Linked DNA regions of Mus musculus: region 1 is linked to region 2. A link is a contact called in public Hi-C data. All regions are on one chromosome and are shown on one strand. Each heading gives the region's core, a stretch centred on a gene start, on an enhancer-like site or on the middle of the called end of the contact. The rest is flanking DNA. Distances are from core to core; before and after follow the strand shown.

The links. Hi-C and Micro-C count contacts between places; a contact is called where the count stands out from the background.
Region 1: a Hi-C map of uterus shows a contact between it and region 2, with 2.4 times the contacts expected there. The contact joins two enhancer-like sites. A contact is called at or near these places in 7 of 484 Hi-C or Micro-C datasets (the N1E-115 cell line, adipose-derived mesenchymal stem cells, cortical neurons and 2 more).

Annotation. Positions count from the first base shown.
Region 1 is chr9:117,567,703-117,574,402 of GRCm38.p6, reverse strand. It overlaps a transcript of Rbms3 not described here. Among named protein-coding and RNA genes, the nearest start is that of Gm39450, 150 kb to the left of the region's middle. Within about 2 kb of position 3,037, at least 50 of the 459 cell types and tissues checked have an H3K27ac peak or open chromatin away from gene starts, as enhancers often do. A contact at or near this core is called in uterus, where this site is marked.
Region 2 is chr9:116,419,756-116,427,446 of GRCm38.p6, reverse strand. No RefSeq gene overlaps it. Among named protein-coding and RNA genes, the nearest start is that of Gm31559, 31 kb to the right of the region's middle. Within about 2 kb of position 2,201, at least 7 of the 459 cell types and tissues checked have an H3K27ac peak or open chromatin away from gene starts, as enhancers often do. A contact at or near this core is called in uterus, where this site is marked.

The DNA.
Region 1 (6,700 bases), core at 1,788-4,287, 1.1 Mb before region 2:
CAGGCAACTAGATACAATACTTTATGTGGGCCACAGTGATACCATAAACCCTACTGAGCAAAATTGGAACTGCTATATCACTTGTAATGCTATTTGAGAGGACAAAGGGTGAGGGGGCTGTTCAATGGCTGGTCATGATATCTAGTCAGGGCTGTTCTGCTCATTAGCTGTGCTCATGTTCATCAGTAGTTTAGTCACTGGAGACTAACCCACATTTAACAAAGACTCGGCTTGCACTAAGGGTAATAGGAAAAGAGGAAATAAAAACCTTCTAAGCAAATAGCAGAAGCTCTCCCAGGATAGTATGAAAGAGGATGTCCATTTCAACCTAAAAAGGTGATGTGAATTACCTATCTGAAAAACAATAAAGGGATTGTAATGGTCCCATTCACTTTCACATACCTGTGGAAGTGTCTGTACAAATCAGGAACTGTGTTATAGACTGAGGTTAGATAGGAAATGAAATGGAGGATAGCTGTTTTTAAGGACTTCATCAGAGTAAAGAAGTCAATTGACATAAAGCCACCTGGACACAGTAAGAGAAGCGTATACATTACTAGTAGGGAGGGAAATTGTCATTGGAAAGGAGGATTAATCATGGGACATTATGTGGATGGGGTCTTGGTTGTAGGCAACCAGCATTAACTGTGGGTGATTTCAGAAGAGGTTGGACATCCTTAAATGACATTAGTTGACATATTGAACAGTCCAGAATGGTGACAGAAGACATGGCTACATGAGGAAACTGAAGAGTGCAAATCAAACCTTACTAACGGATCTAGTCTACTGAGGATGCCTTTGTGTTGTAGGTAGTGTTATCTACTTGACAGAATGCAGAATCGCCTGGACATGGCCACACCTATGTGGGTATCTTTATTACCTTAATTGAGGTAGATAGATTATCTTTATTGTGGGGAAGGCTATTCTCTGGGCAGAATATCCTGGAGTGTATGAAATAAAGTGGATCAAGTACATGCAAGAATATATCCCTCTCTGCTTCTTGTCAGAGATGCAATGTGGCCAGCTCTATGAAGCACCTGCTGCTCCAATTTCCCCATTGTGATGACCTTTAGCCTGGAGCTCTCAGTTAGAGCTCTTTGTCCTTTAAGTTGCTTCTGTCTGAGAATGTTATCACAGCATTGGAAAAATAACTAAGAGGCCATGGAATGTCAGGATACCATCTAGAACCTTCAATACCGCTGATAGTGAATGCCAGACAGGATTGGATAAAATGATGGTCACACACTTTGCTCCTAGTTGCACAACATGTCTTCTGCAGGGACTAGAGTCAGAACAAGTTCTGCATTCCACTAATATTGGTAAAATGAGGACTTGTGTGAATATAGGAAGAGAGTATTGAAAGTGAGCAGCAAAGAAGGGAGGTCAGATCTCATTTCTGTTGACTTTCCTGCTCTTTCTGGTAATTGCTTGTTATCCTCTACACTTACAGAGGACTGTATGCAAAACTACTGTTACATTCTACAGTCCCTGATCAAGAGAAAATGCTTGTACCCAGAGATCTGTCTATAAAGTGTGTGTGAACAACATTTCTTTCCTCACCTAAGGCAAACAGTTGCATAAGTCTTGACTCCTGGGAAGAATGTGGGCCAAAGGACAAACAACTAGGTCCAGGCTCCTTTTGTCCTGTTATCTACTTAGGTTGGAATAATTACTTCCCTTCTTTTCTCACCAATTCAGTTAACATGCACCAGCTCAAGGAAATTACATTTGCTCACGTAGATGTGCAAACAAGCAGAATGACAAGGACTTCTCTCACAGCTACATAGATAGAAATTGCATTGGGGAAAAGACAGTTTCTGAACTCAGTTGAGTCCTCCATAGATTAAAACAGAGATCTCTTGAACAGTGGCTCCCTTGCTGCCTTACCTCTACTCATGGTAAAGTGCTTATTGTCATAGTCAAATACTCTTGTGGAAGTGAAGAAAAGCACACAGATTTAGAATACTACCCTTTATTCACAACAGTAAGGAGTCCTTTCTGATCAAAGAAGGAGCTAAGGGCCTCCCACGTGTACACCAAGAGTGTCTAAGGGTAGATATCAGTTGGGAGACGGCTTGCCTCATATGCACAAAGCCCTGAGTTTGCTCTCCATCACAGCAGGTGGTGCATGTGATCCCAGTTTTCCAGAGGTGAACGGGGGAAGACTAGAAGTTCAGGGTTATCCTCAATGCATAGCAGGTTCAAGACCAGCCTGGAATAGATACAGAAGACCAAAACAAAACAAAACCAGCAAAAAGAATCCACCAAGAGTCTCCTACTGGTGTCTTGACATGGCTCCTCCTTCTCTGAGCAGGTTCTGCCTGCCTTTATTAAGTGCCTTTTGTTTAGATTCCTGGTCTTGTCTTCCTTCTGTCCTAGCATCTAATTCATTTTTTGGTTTACTCATTATGGTTAATGGTTAGTAATGTTCCTAAGGGCAAAGAATGTTTATTCTCGCTAGACCAGTGGTTCTCAACCTAAATTGGTCCTAGTGCTATGACCCTTTAATAAATTTCCTCATGTTGTGGTGATCCCTAATCATAAAATTATTTCATTGCTTATTCATAACTGTAACTTTGCTACTGTGGTGAATAAATAAATATCTGATATGCAGGATTTATGACATGTGACCTCTGTGAAAGGGTCATTTGACCTCCAAAGGCGTCACAATCCAGAGGTTGACACCCCCTGCTCTAGAGCTGTTTGGTTCTTAATGCAGTGCAGTTTTTAGTTAAGTCATTGTTGAGTGCATGACTAAGTAGGTACTGGAACACTGACTGGATGAAAGATGTGAATGTAGTCTCCACTGAATCATGGAATCTTAAGAGATCTTGATCTAATGCAGTAGATAGATGTCCGTGAAATACACATTTTAAGTACTTACAGTGAGGCTGGTAGTGTGTTAGGAATGGATGATAGATCTCTGGATGTAGCTGAATACATTTCTAGGAAAAGACAGTTCTCAGGATATAGGTCAAGCTCCAAAGTGCATTTCAGCAGCAAGGGAGATGACTCAGCAGGTAAGAATGCTTGTTGCACAAGCACAAGGAAATGAGTTCATGCCTGGAACACATCTAAAGAGCAAGCATATCGCCCTGCCCCTGCTTATACCCTTAGTTCTGTGGAGGTTGAGACAGACGGATCACTGTGGCTTGTGGCTTTTAGCTGAGCTCCAGAGTCAGCGAAAGACCTTCTCTCAGTTGGATCAGGCAAAGAGCGATAGAAAAAGGGTACCCAATAGTGGTCCATGGCTTCCTTGGATGCGTAGAATTCGAACTCACAGACTTGAGAGCATACAGCACATATGCACACTAAATAAGTTAGTTTCTGTGGGGTGAATTTGTAGAGATGGCCAGCAAAACTACTTTTTAAAATGCTTTTATGTTTTCATTTAAAAGCATGTCTGGCTAGAAATACACAATGGCTTGTTTCTCTCAAGCCATCCATCTGTATATGAAAATTATGCATGTTTAGTTGAGGATATAGTAGAAGACAATATCCTAGGACATGCTAGAATAAAGGACACCGAGGGGAAAACATCACAAGGAAAGGAAAAAGTTGTCAGGGTTTCCACAGGTTCCACAAAGCTGAACAACCAAGTAGCACCTAAAAAGGAGAACATACATTGTGGGTTTGGAAAAGACAACGCTGCGTGTGTTTATACTGTGCAAAGTAAGATGAGGAGGGAGAATAGAGAGAGACCTATTCTTGGCAGTGCATTGGCTAAGAGCATGGGAAAAATTCCTTGTGGAAAGCTGAAGCAAAACAGATGGGCTATTAGATTATCAGTACATGGCCCTAAACCAAGGAAAAGACCCTATCTTGGAAGAATTTACATTGAAGGCCTGGTGGGAGGGCTCAGGATATGAGCACACAAATCTAAGATTGAGCCGCAGAGTGCACATAAAATCCCCAGTGTGGCGGTATGTGCTTATAATCTCAGGATGCAGAAGTGGAGATGGGCGGATCCCGAGTCCTCTGAGCCTGTAGGCCTAGCTAAGTCAACAAGCTCTATATACTACTAAGAGACTATGGCTCAGAAAACAGGGTGGAAAGTTCTTGAGGACTGATAGCTGTGGATGACCTCAGACTTACACATGTGAACACCCACCCACAAGCATAGCCTCCATGAGTACAAAAACATGTGCACACGCACACCTACAGAAAAGATTTTAGTGAATGCAATTTGGTTTTCAGGGAGTTGAGAGAAACAGGTTCTCATCACATAATTCAATACATTACTAGTGTCTTCCCTTGTTTGCTGGTGTAAGCAGCTATTTATAAAATGTTCTTTTTAAGTAATAAGTAAAATTCAGTCTTATGAGGTAGCAAAAATGGTGTTATTCTTATTGCAAAAATTATGTGTAAGGATGGGTATAATTTAGATCAGAAAATGATTCATACATAAATGTTAAAATATAGAATTATTTACAGCAGTATAATTTTGCAAAATTTGAAAAGTTCAATATTAGGAAGATGATGTTATTTAAATGATCAAAGAGTTGCTAATGACATAGAAAAATATGGCATGGTTCTAAGGAGAACCATGTAAGGGGTTATACACTGACACTCTGAAGTTTTGGCACTGTAGAGTTGTGTCCACCTGACACTGTAAAGTGCTGTATACCTCATACTGTAGAGTTGTGTCCACCTGACACTGTAGAGTGGTAAACACCTGTCACTGTAGACTAGTATACACCTGACACTATAGAGTGGTGAACACCTGACACTGTAGACTAGTATACACCTGACACTATAGAGTGGTGAACACCTGACACTGTAGAGTGGTGAACACCTGACACTGTAGAGTGGTGAACACCTGACACTGTAGACTAGTATACACCTGACACTATAGAGTGGTGTACACATGACACTGTAGAGTGGTGAACACCTGACACTGTAGAGTGTTATATTTCTGACACCAATTTCTAGGTTAAATTTGAGCCATGGACAATTTATGAATTCATAAAAAAGGGGAATCTAAATCCAGCACGGCAGTGCGTTCATGCAACCGTGGCACCATGGAGGTAGAGTCAGGAGGATCTGGAATTCAGAAGTTCATAGACACCATCAGCCTCATAATGACTTCAAGCCTTGCTTGATCTCTCTCTCTCTCTCTCTCTCTCTCTCTCTCTCTCTCTCTGTATGTGTGTGTGTGTGTGTGTGTGTGTGTGTGTGTATGTGTATGTGTAAAGAGAGGGAGACAGAGACAGACTATCACTCAAGGGTGTTGTCATACAGAGGTGTTAGATTCAGTTTTGGGCAGTATGCTAGATTTCTACATGAATTAACAAAAATAATAAATGCAAGGTCTTTTAATTTTGAGCAAGGCATTCTGTAGTGTTCGTTGATTTCAAGCTGGCAGGTGGAGAGCTACAGCTAAGGGTGTGGGTTCTGGGCTGCTCAGGGACTTGGCTTTGGACTGAAGATGGATGCAAATTCCTGAGTACTGAGGTTTGGCATTCATTAGGAAGATGCTTGAGGCTGGCTGGCAGAAACAGGCAGAGGTACAGGGCTGCATTTTACAGGACTGTGTTTATACTTGAGGACAGGAGAATTCCTATTTGCATATGAGCGGATTATCATGTATCTTATAAAGTGAGCCTCCTGGCAGGGAGCAGAATAACCTAGTTCTTATGCCCTTGGTATCTTGCAGGGTAGGATTACTAATGTTTCATGTCAAGTCAATAGGGCTGAGTCTCCTCTAAGAACCCCTCCTTCAGTTCACAGCTGATTGGGTGTACTGAGTCCGTGTTTCATTGAGATGACATGACTACAGTCAGCTGTTTACAGTGAACGGACTCCCTCATGGTACTATATGTGTCTGGGTCATGGGGAAACCATTTTAGGCACACCTTGGTAATCTTTACTGTCTGAAAGGACCTGTATTAAGGAAATGAATAGGTTGACTTTGAATTGTTTTAGCACGTGGTAGAGATGTGACCAAGTTGGGACATTTAGTTTAGCACAGATAGCTATTATAACTGTTACTGCTGTGTAAAGTAGGAGCAGAAAACCCTGTGGAGGAATGAATTTCTGCCACTTGTTGTGTGTTATGGAATGTTCTGTGTGTAAAGATGTTTTAGCGTGTGTGTGTGTTGTGTGTATGTATTTTGTGTATGTGTATGTGTATGCATGTATGTGTATGATATATGTATATGTATGCATGTGTGTGTGTATATATGTATGTATGTATGTATAAATGTCTCACATTTAGATGTTTTCATCTATCTCATCAGGCTCAATCTGGTGAGGTGCCATGATCCTTTAAACTATGAAGATGGCTTTCCCTGCATCCTTCCCGTTTGTAGTTGTCACATCTCTATTGCTGTGGTAGAACAACATGATAAAGGGAACTTAATGAAGGAGGACTTTAGCTGGGTTTCAGTGGTGGCACACACCTTTAATTCCAGCCCTAAGGGGTCTAAGGCAGCCAGATCTCAGAGCTTGAGGTCTACAGATCAAGTTCCAGGACAGTCAGGGCTACACATAGAAACCCTGTCTCAAAAACAAAACAAAACAAAACAAAACAAAACAAAACAAAAGGCAAATGCAAAAACGGAAGAGTTTATGATTCCAGACAGTGAGTCCATACTGGTGCAGCAGAGACAGCAGCTGACAGGCATGGTGGCTGGAGCAGAAGCTGAGGGGTCACATCTCGAACTGCAAGAATCGAGTAGAGAGAGTACACTCAAAACAG
Region 2 (7,691 bases), core at 952-3,451:
AAACAGCCGCCTCTTCAAAGGCTGTTCTTGAACAAAGAAACTCTAGAGGAGTTCTCTGTAGTGTGACTTGTCCAGGAAGTAAAGGGTGTGTCGGAAGAAGGTGTTTCTCCAGCGGGAGAGATGATAGCTCTGTCAGGAAAGCATTTGCCTTGCAAGCAGGAGGACCCGAGTTCAATCTTCACACCCCACATAAAAATGGCTGTTCATGGTGGCACTCGCTCATAATCCCAGGGCTGACGAGGCATAGACAAGCAGATCTCTGAGCTAAGTTTGAGCCAGACCTCTAGGATTTAGGACCTACTACTCAACAGTCTTGGCATTGCCCATTGCTGGATCTTGGTTTCTCCTTTTACAACAACGGCAGCTTGCTTGCGTTCAACTATAGTTAAGAATACTATCAAATAGGACCGTTCGTCTCTGATTACGAACCGCAGTTCTGCAGGCTGGTGAAGTGGCTCACCAGATACAATACTTGCTTAACATATCAGAAGCCCTGGATTTGAGCTCCAGAACCACTTAGAACCCGGCACGGTGTTGCATGCCTTTAATCCTAGCACTTGGGAACTGGGGTCTGGAGGATCGGGCATATACGGTTATTCTGGGCTGGGTAGCAAGTTCAAGCTCAGCACTGCAGATCTGGCCGGTGAACAGTGAGACTCAAATGGTTGCAACGTCTGTAACATCCTTCCTGGTTTTCATCACGACATCTGTAAATCATGCTATATAATCCCAGGCTGGAACGTTGACTTTTAGTTCTACGCGTTGCCCCTTTCCTATATATTTAAACAGCTGTAAGTGTCAAACTTTTCGGGTAGTCCTTTCTCTAGCACAGGACTCTGGGCAAGCAGTAAGAAGTGCTATAAATCCTTGGGGTTTATATTTATTGGAAGCCTTTTAGGCTATTCCAGGAGACCCTGTGATTTCCTGTGGAGGACAGGTGGATTTTCTGTTTCTATACAAAACCAGAGGCGCCTCGTAATTACGTTGACACGGACCTGCAGCGCCACCTGTTGGCCGATGTCTTGACAATCACCACTCGGCACAAAATTATCAGGGGAATAAAATTTTTATTTCCAAAGAAGCAGCCAAAGTGGGAAGATGCTGGAAGGCCACAGTTAAATGTCTCTTTCTTGTACCGGAGAAAGAGACTCTTGCCTCTCTGAAATTTTTGGAGCTTCTTAATTCTAGTTGGGCAAGAAGCAACAGTTGTCTACTTAAATGATAGGGTGATCTTACCGGGGCTATTTAAACATTTAAAGTTTACATATTTCAATTTATAGCATTTTAGAAGTAGAGATGAAAGTAAGGATCCGTTTCTGTTGATTTTTAAGCAGTTGTTCTGATGCTGTCCTTGCTGGCTTTTCTGCTGTTGTCAAAAACACCGGGACCGGAAACAATCTGGGGATGAAATGGTTTATTTCATCTTCTGCTTTCAGTCTTTGTCTGTCACTGAGGGAAGTCAAGGCAGGAGCTAGAGGCAGGAACTGAAGCAGAGACCATGGAGGAGCGCTCCCTGGCAGGCCTCCCCTATGCTTAGCTATCTTTCTTATACAGGCCAGGTCTACCTGCCTAGGAGTCCTGTACCCACGCTCAGCTGGGACCGCTTGCATCAAGTACTAAGTGATTTTGTTGTTGTTGTTTTGTTTTGTTTTTGTTTTTGATTTTCGAGACAGAGTTTCTCTGTGTAGCTCTGGCTGTCCTGGAACTCACTTTGTAGACCAGGCTGACCTTGAACTCAGAAATCCGCCTGCCTCTGCCTCCCAAGTGCTGGGATTAAAGGCGTGTGCCACCACAAGTACTAAGTGATAAAAGGCGCTGTAGACAGACTCACGTGATGGAAGAAATTCCCCAGTCGAGATTCTCTCTTCCCAGACACATCTATGTCTAGCTTTATGTGGCGCTGTGTGACCTATGCTCACAAATGCTGTCAAAGACCACAGTTTTGCTGGCCCTTCCTCTCCTGTCACAGAAGTTTGTTCGTTTCTCCTCTGCTGAGCTTCTTGTTTCGGGTTTGGATTTTTTAGGTTTTGGTTTTGCTTTTTTGTTTCTAGGTTTTTGTTGTTGTTGTTGTTGCTTTTGTTGTTTTGCTTTTTGTTTGTTTTGTGTTTTGGTCATGTGGAAACATTCTCTTGAGAACTGTGATTCGGGAAGAGCTCTGACTCATGCCTGGGAGTCTCTAAAGAGGCAAATTGCTCACTTGGAAGAACAAGGAGCCAATGAGGACCTGCCTCTCAGGCCGCCTCTCGGCTGCTTCTCTACCCTGGCCTCATCCTTTACAAAGGGATATAAAGTTAATTCAGATGAGCTCTGAGAAGACAGTCAATGGCCGTTCTCCTCAGTGATGAGAGCGCAGGGGTCTGAGCGCCCATAAAGACCATAGACAGAAGTCAGGGAACGCGCAGGGATGGTTCCACTGATTAATGAGAGTCCCAAATTCAAAGACAGACATATGCTTCTCCTTTAAAAAATGATAAATGAACATTCAAGGCCACCTTGGATTATACAAACAATTAAACAAACTCCAAACTGCAAGAAGGAGTTGATACTGTGAGTGTACAGAGACTCTCCAGTCTGCCTCCCCATTCTATCTGTGCCTACCTAGAAGGTTCCTCAGGGATGTGTGGTCCTCCCTCCCTCCCTTCCCTCCCTCCCTGCCTCCTTCCCTCCATCCCTCCCTCCCTCCCTCTCCTTCAGCACAACCCCCCCCCTCACTTCCCCATTATCTCAGCACATTGCATTTGCAAGTGGCCCCTACTCACTTGCTTCCTTGAGAATCCAGTTTTGTATACGGCCACTGGCATTTTAGAAATACAGATCCTGTCATTTCTCTGCTTAAAGCCACCAAGAAGGAACAAAACTCAACCTTCTTAGCACAGCATATCAAACTTTCCAGTTTGGCTCAGATTTCCTGCCCAGGTTTCTCTTCTGGCTCTGGCTCCACCACTCCAGGGCTAGGCGCTCTCTGACACGCACTGGTTGTCTTTGAGCGCTCTGTCTATATTTAAAGTCTGTTTCTGCAGCTGGCTGTGTCCTCCACTCCCATCTCTGGGTAAATTCTCCTTGACCCTTCAAGGTGCATTCCCGCTATCTCTGCTCCTCAGGAGCCTTCCCCAGAGCTAGCCTACAGGATGTGATTGCCCCTTGTTATCGCCTGTACATATTATACCATGAAATTCATTGTGTTATACCACTGGCTGATGAATCTTCCTCAATAGATCATGGGCTCTCTAACGTAAAAATCTCTGATAGATCCTGCTAAGGGCTTTAATTATCATGCGTTGTTCTAGAATAGTCACTGAAAATTAAACAAGAAACTGTCACTGTGCTAAAGACTAGAGATGCAAAAATTAGCCACAAAATGATTCCCACGGTCCCGTCAATCAAGGTCTAAAATGCTTGCGAACAGAGATGTGTGCTGTGTGTTCTACAAAGGCTAAATCCCACTGCAGTGCAGCAACTTCGACTGGAGAGGAACAGAATCAGCAATGAAATGCTGTATGGAATATGTGATACTTTAGGTTTCTTTCCACGTAATTATTTTATTTTATTAACACATGGTCTCAAGTAGCCCAGGCAGGCCCTGGGCTCACTATATAACTGAGGGTGGCCTTGAACTCCTGATCCTCCTGCTTCCATCTTCCAAGGGCTGGGATTATAGAACTACGTTATCCCAATGACTCAACATCTTAGTGTTTACTTAAATATATAACAGCTGTATACGTCTTTACCATCTTAAATTATGGAGTGTTTTAAATTGTATTTATCTGGTGAGGAGACACGCATGTGGAGATCCGAAGGCAATTGCTGGTTGGTTGTTTCCTTCTTCTGGGTGAGCTCCAGGGATGGAATCCAGGCCCCCAGACTGCTCTGCAAGCTCCCTTACACGCTGAGCCTCGCAGGCTCCTTTTGTTGTGTTTCTGCACTTGACGACAGGGCCTGACACTTTGCATATGCTAGTATTCTGCAAGCATGGGATGGTAATGCAGTGTTTGCAGAATGAGCAAGTGTACGGACGGATGAGTGGATGAGCTCCTAAAATGATGGGCAGGTGGATCTACTCTCAGGGAATGCCCACAGTGCTTGCATGCGGAGCTTGGGCCTGGGAGAGGGGTGCCGTTCATTGATTCCTAAAAGCCGTAACTCTCTTCTGAGCTTTCCCACATCCCGCCAAGGCATAAACACTGGAAACTATTTCTTGTCGGCGTGATCTAATTAGACTCTTCCCGTTAGAGGCACTTCCGTGACCTTTAACTCCAGGTGGAAACGAAAGGCTATTGTCTTCTGGTGGCAGGGCTGCATGTCCCCTCCAACGCCCTACAAGGAGTTTCTCAGGTTGGTGTCACAGGTTATGCAGGCACCTGCAGATGGCTTTGCTGCGACTCCTCCGATTTGGGATATCTCAAAACTTCTGTCAACCTTTATTTCTACAACTTCCTAATAATTCCTTTTACCCTATAAATTCCTTCCTATCCATAAAACCTAGGATGAACTCCAAGAGATATGGATTCTTGGTTGGAAATTAAAAGGAGCCAGTTAGTAATCCCATTAAACATTCAATTTAATCATTTTTTATAAGAACATATATTAAAGTATATAATGCTTAAATGCAAACACTCAACTTGTAGGAAGTGAATATGTTCAAAGTACATTGTATGCATGTATGAAATTCTCAAATAACTAATTAAAGGACACACACACACACACAGTAAAATCATAATGAAAACAGAACCAACTAATAGAGAAAACCTAAAATATTAGATTTTCACAAAACTAGTGACCAAACTTTTAAACCTCGGCTGAGAATAGCTGACAAAATTACAAGGAGAAACTAATGAGTTCCCAGTTTTCCATGGGGAATGCAAAGATACTCCCCTAATAAGTGATAAGACAGGGAAAAGTGCAAGCAGCAGACATTCGAAAAGCCATGGCACAGAATTCGCTTAGTGCCAAGTACACATTAAGTATTTACCATAACATGCTATACTCCGGGCTCAGTAAATGAAAACGGCCTCAGTAAATTCAGAACAGACCCAGTCATATGCAGTATGCCCACCAATTAAGCCTAATTGAATTACAAATTAATAATACAAAGATTCTGGGAACGCCTCAACTATTTTAAAATGAAACAGAAAATTTCCAAACTGATCAAGTCAAAAAAAATCACAAGGGGAGCTAAAAATATTTTGTATTGAGTCAAATAAAAACAAAACAGCCCCAGATTTGGAGGATGCAATCAAGATGGTGCTAGGAAGACATTTATTGGGCCCTGTGGCCGTATCTGCAAAGAATCAGTTCTCAAATCAATTACCTCATCTTCTACTCAAAGACACTGGCATAGTAAAATGAATTTGATCCAAGGAAAACAGAAGAGGGAGGTAATAAAAGCAGGAGAGAGGAAAATACTAGAGTAAATTAAGTTAACCAACTGGGAACATAAAATTGATAAAATTTTAGCCAGAGTTTGATTAGGAAAGATGACAATACCTACAATTTACTAATCTCTGGAATGAGAGGTATAATTGCCATATAGATTCTGTAGAATGAAAATTCATTTAAATTAGTACATAGCACTAAAGTATAATAAACATCTTGATGACAATATATTCAACATTTGATTAAATGAACAAATTCCACAAAAGATGTAAATTACCCAAACCCGTTTCAGAATGAGATAATTTAGAAGCTAGCCCTGGATCTATTTTTAAAATGGAATTTGTTGTTAAAAAGTTTCTTAGGAATAAAAAATGCCTAAGTCCTTAAAACATCTCAAAGCAAAAATAAATAGCAAGTACATTGTACTTTCTCCAGAAACTTAAATACTGGAAGATGCTCACTTTATAAAGCCATTGACCATATTCCAATACCCAAGCTAGGGAAACTCCTACAAAGAAAAAACAATTACTGATATACCTTTGTGATCGATTGATAGTAAGCATTTATCATACTAAAGGGAAAATAACATGTGTTATGGCTACATAAAAAAGAATCTCTCCTTGCCCAAAGAGAAGGCTTCTGACCTTCGCTCTCTGCTCCTTGGAAGAGCGCGGTTACTATAGCCTCAGAATATTCAGACTGAAAAAACTATGTCTGTTTCCCTGGGACACTGGGCCATGACGAAGGGTGTGATCCTGTGACTTGGAGTGGAGGCTTTTGGTTAAGTGACTGTGTATAATATGTATATGTTATATGTCTATATAATAAATCTTTGGAGACGTGGGGACCAAAATTAGCAATGTGGCCCATATGCTGTGAAAGTGTCCACGGCTTTCCTAACTGGCAGTAATCTACGAGTAGTGAGACATGTTGTCACTGGGATAGTAGTACTTTCTGGCATGTCACTGTGAGTGGGCCACTGGGAGCTTAGGACTGGTGTAGACACCACGAGAGTCTACCTCTGGTTGTTTTAACTACTTTTAAACTCTTTTTAAATGACCTATAAGTATGACTATAAATCCTGTGAGTGAGGCCTTTGAGCACATTACGGAATTGAAGATACTCTCAGAGACACACGGTCTTGCTCTCAGAAGCAAAGGCAGACATTCCTGGGGACTATTTGCTCGTCTACAATGACTAAGTACAGTTAAGCCTGGGAACGCAAGAGCAATTTGACACTCGAACGTAATTCACCATCATTTCAAGTGTAGAAGAAAAAAAAAAAAAAAAAACACATGTTCATTTCAATAGAGCAAGACATACTTGGGGAAACAAACAACATCCATTATTGAAAACAACCTACAGCAGACTCCGAATACAAAAGGCATCCTTCAACTTGATAAAAGAGGTCTGTGAAGAAATGTACAAGTGGTGTCGTCATTCACGACACTAAACAGTAAATGTTCTCGCTCTCGGAGCAGGAATGAGCAGGATGCCAGCTCCGGCCTACTTGGTTTGTTGTGAGGCAAATGTGAGCCAGTGGGGTGGGGAAAGGAGAGCAGGGAAGGGGAGGAGGAGGAGAAAGAACGAATGAAACCCAGATAGATATTAAAATGGTCTCTGTGTTGCAAGCCATCATGACCACTTATGTAGGAAACTAAAGTCGGTAAAACTGCCACTCGAGCATGAGAAACAGTGAGTAAACTTCGTGGGGTCACAATGCAGGAGAAAAGATGGAGAATCAATTGTATTTATTCATATCAACAACAATGATTGAATGTTGGTGTAAAAAGTGTCATTTAGGGGGCTGTAAATGTGGCTTGGTGGTTAAGAGCACTGGCTGCTCTTCCAGAGGACTTGAGCTCAAATCCTAGCACCCACATCAGGCAGCTCACAACTCCCTTTAGCTCCAGTTCCAGGAGATCCAACACCTTCTCCTGGTTTCTGCAGGTACTTACATGTTTGTGCACACACACACACACACACACACACACACACACACACACACACACTCATACACACACACAGAGTCTTTTTTTTAAAGGCAAAATAATAAATCCCATATTAAAATTGTTCTCATCTTCAACTATTTCCCCAAGACTTAGAGATACAGTCACTGAATTCCTCGGCTCGCACTTCAGTCCGAACAGAATGCTACATGCCTGCAATCCCAGCTCTTAGGAGGCAGAGGCTGGAGGAACAAGAATTCAAGGTCAGTCTTACATATGGAGGGAGTTCAGGGACTCCATGAGACCCTGTCTCAACACAGAAAAATCAGCCCAGAGACAATGCGACCAAGAAAAATGGCGTGCATGTAC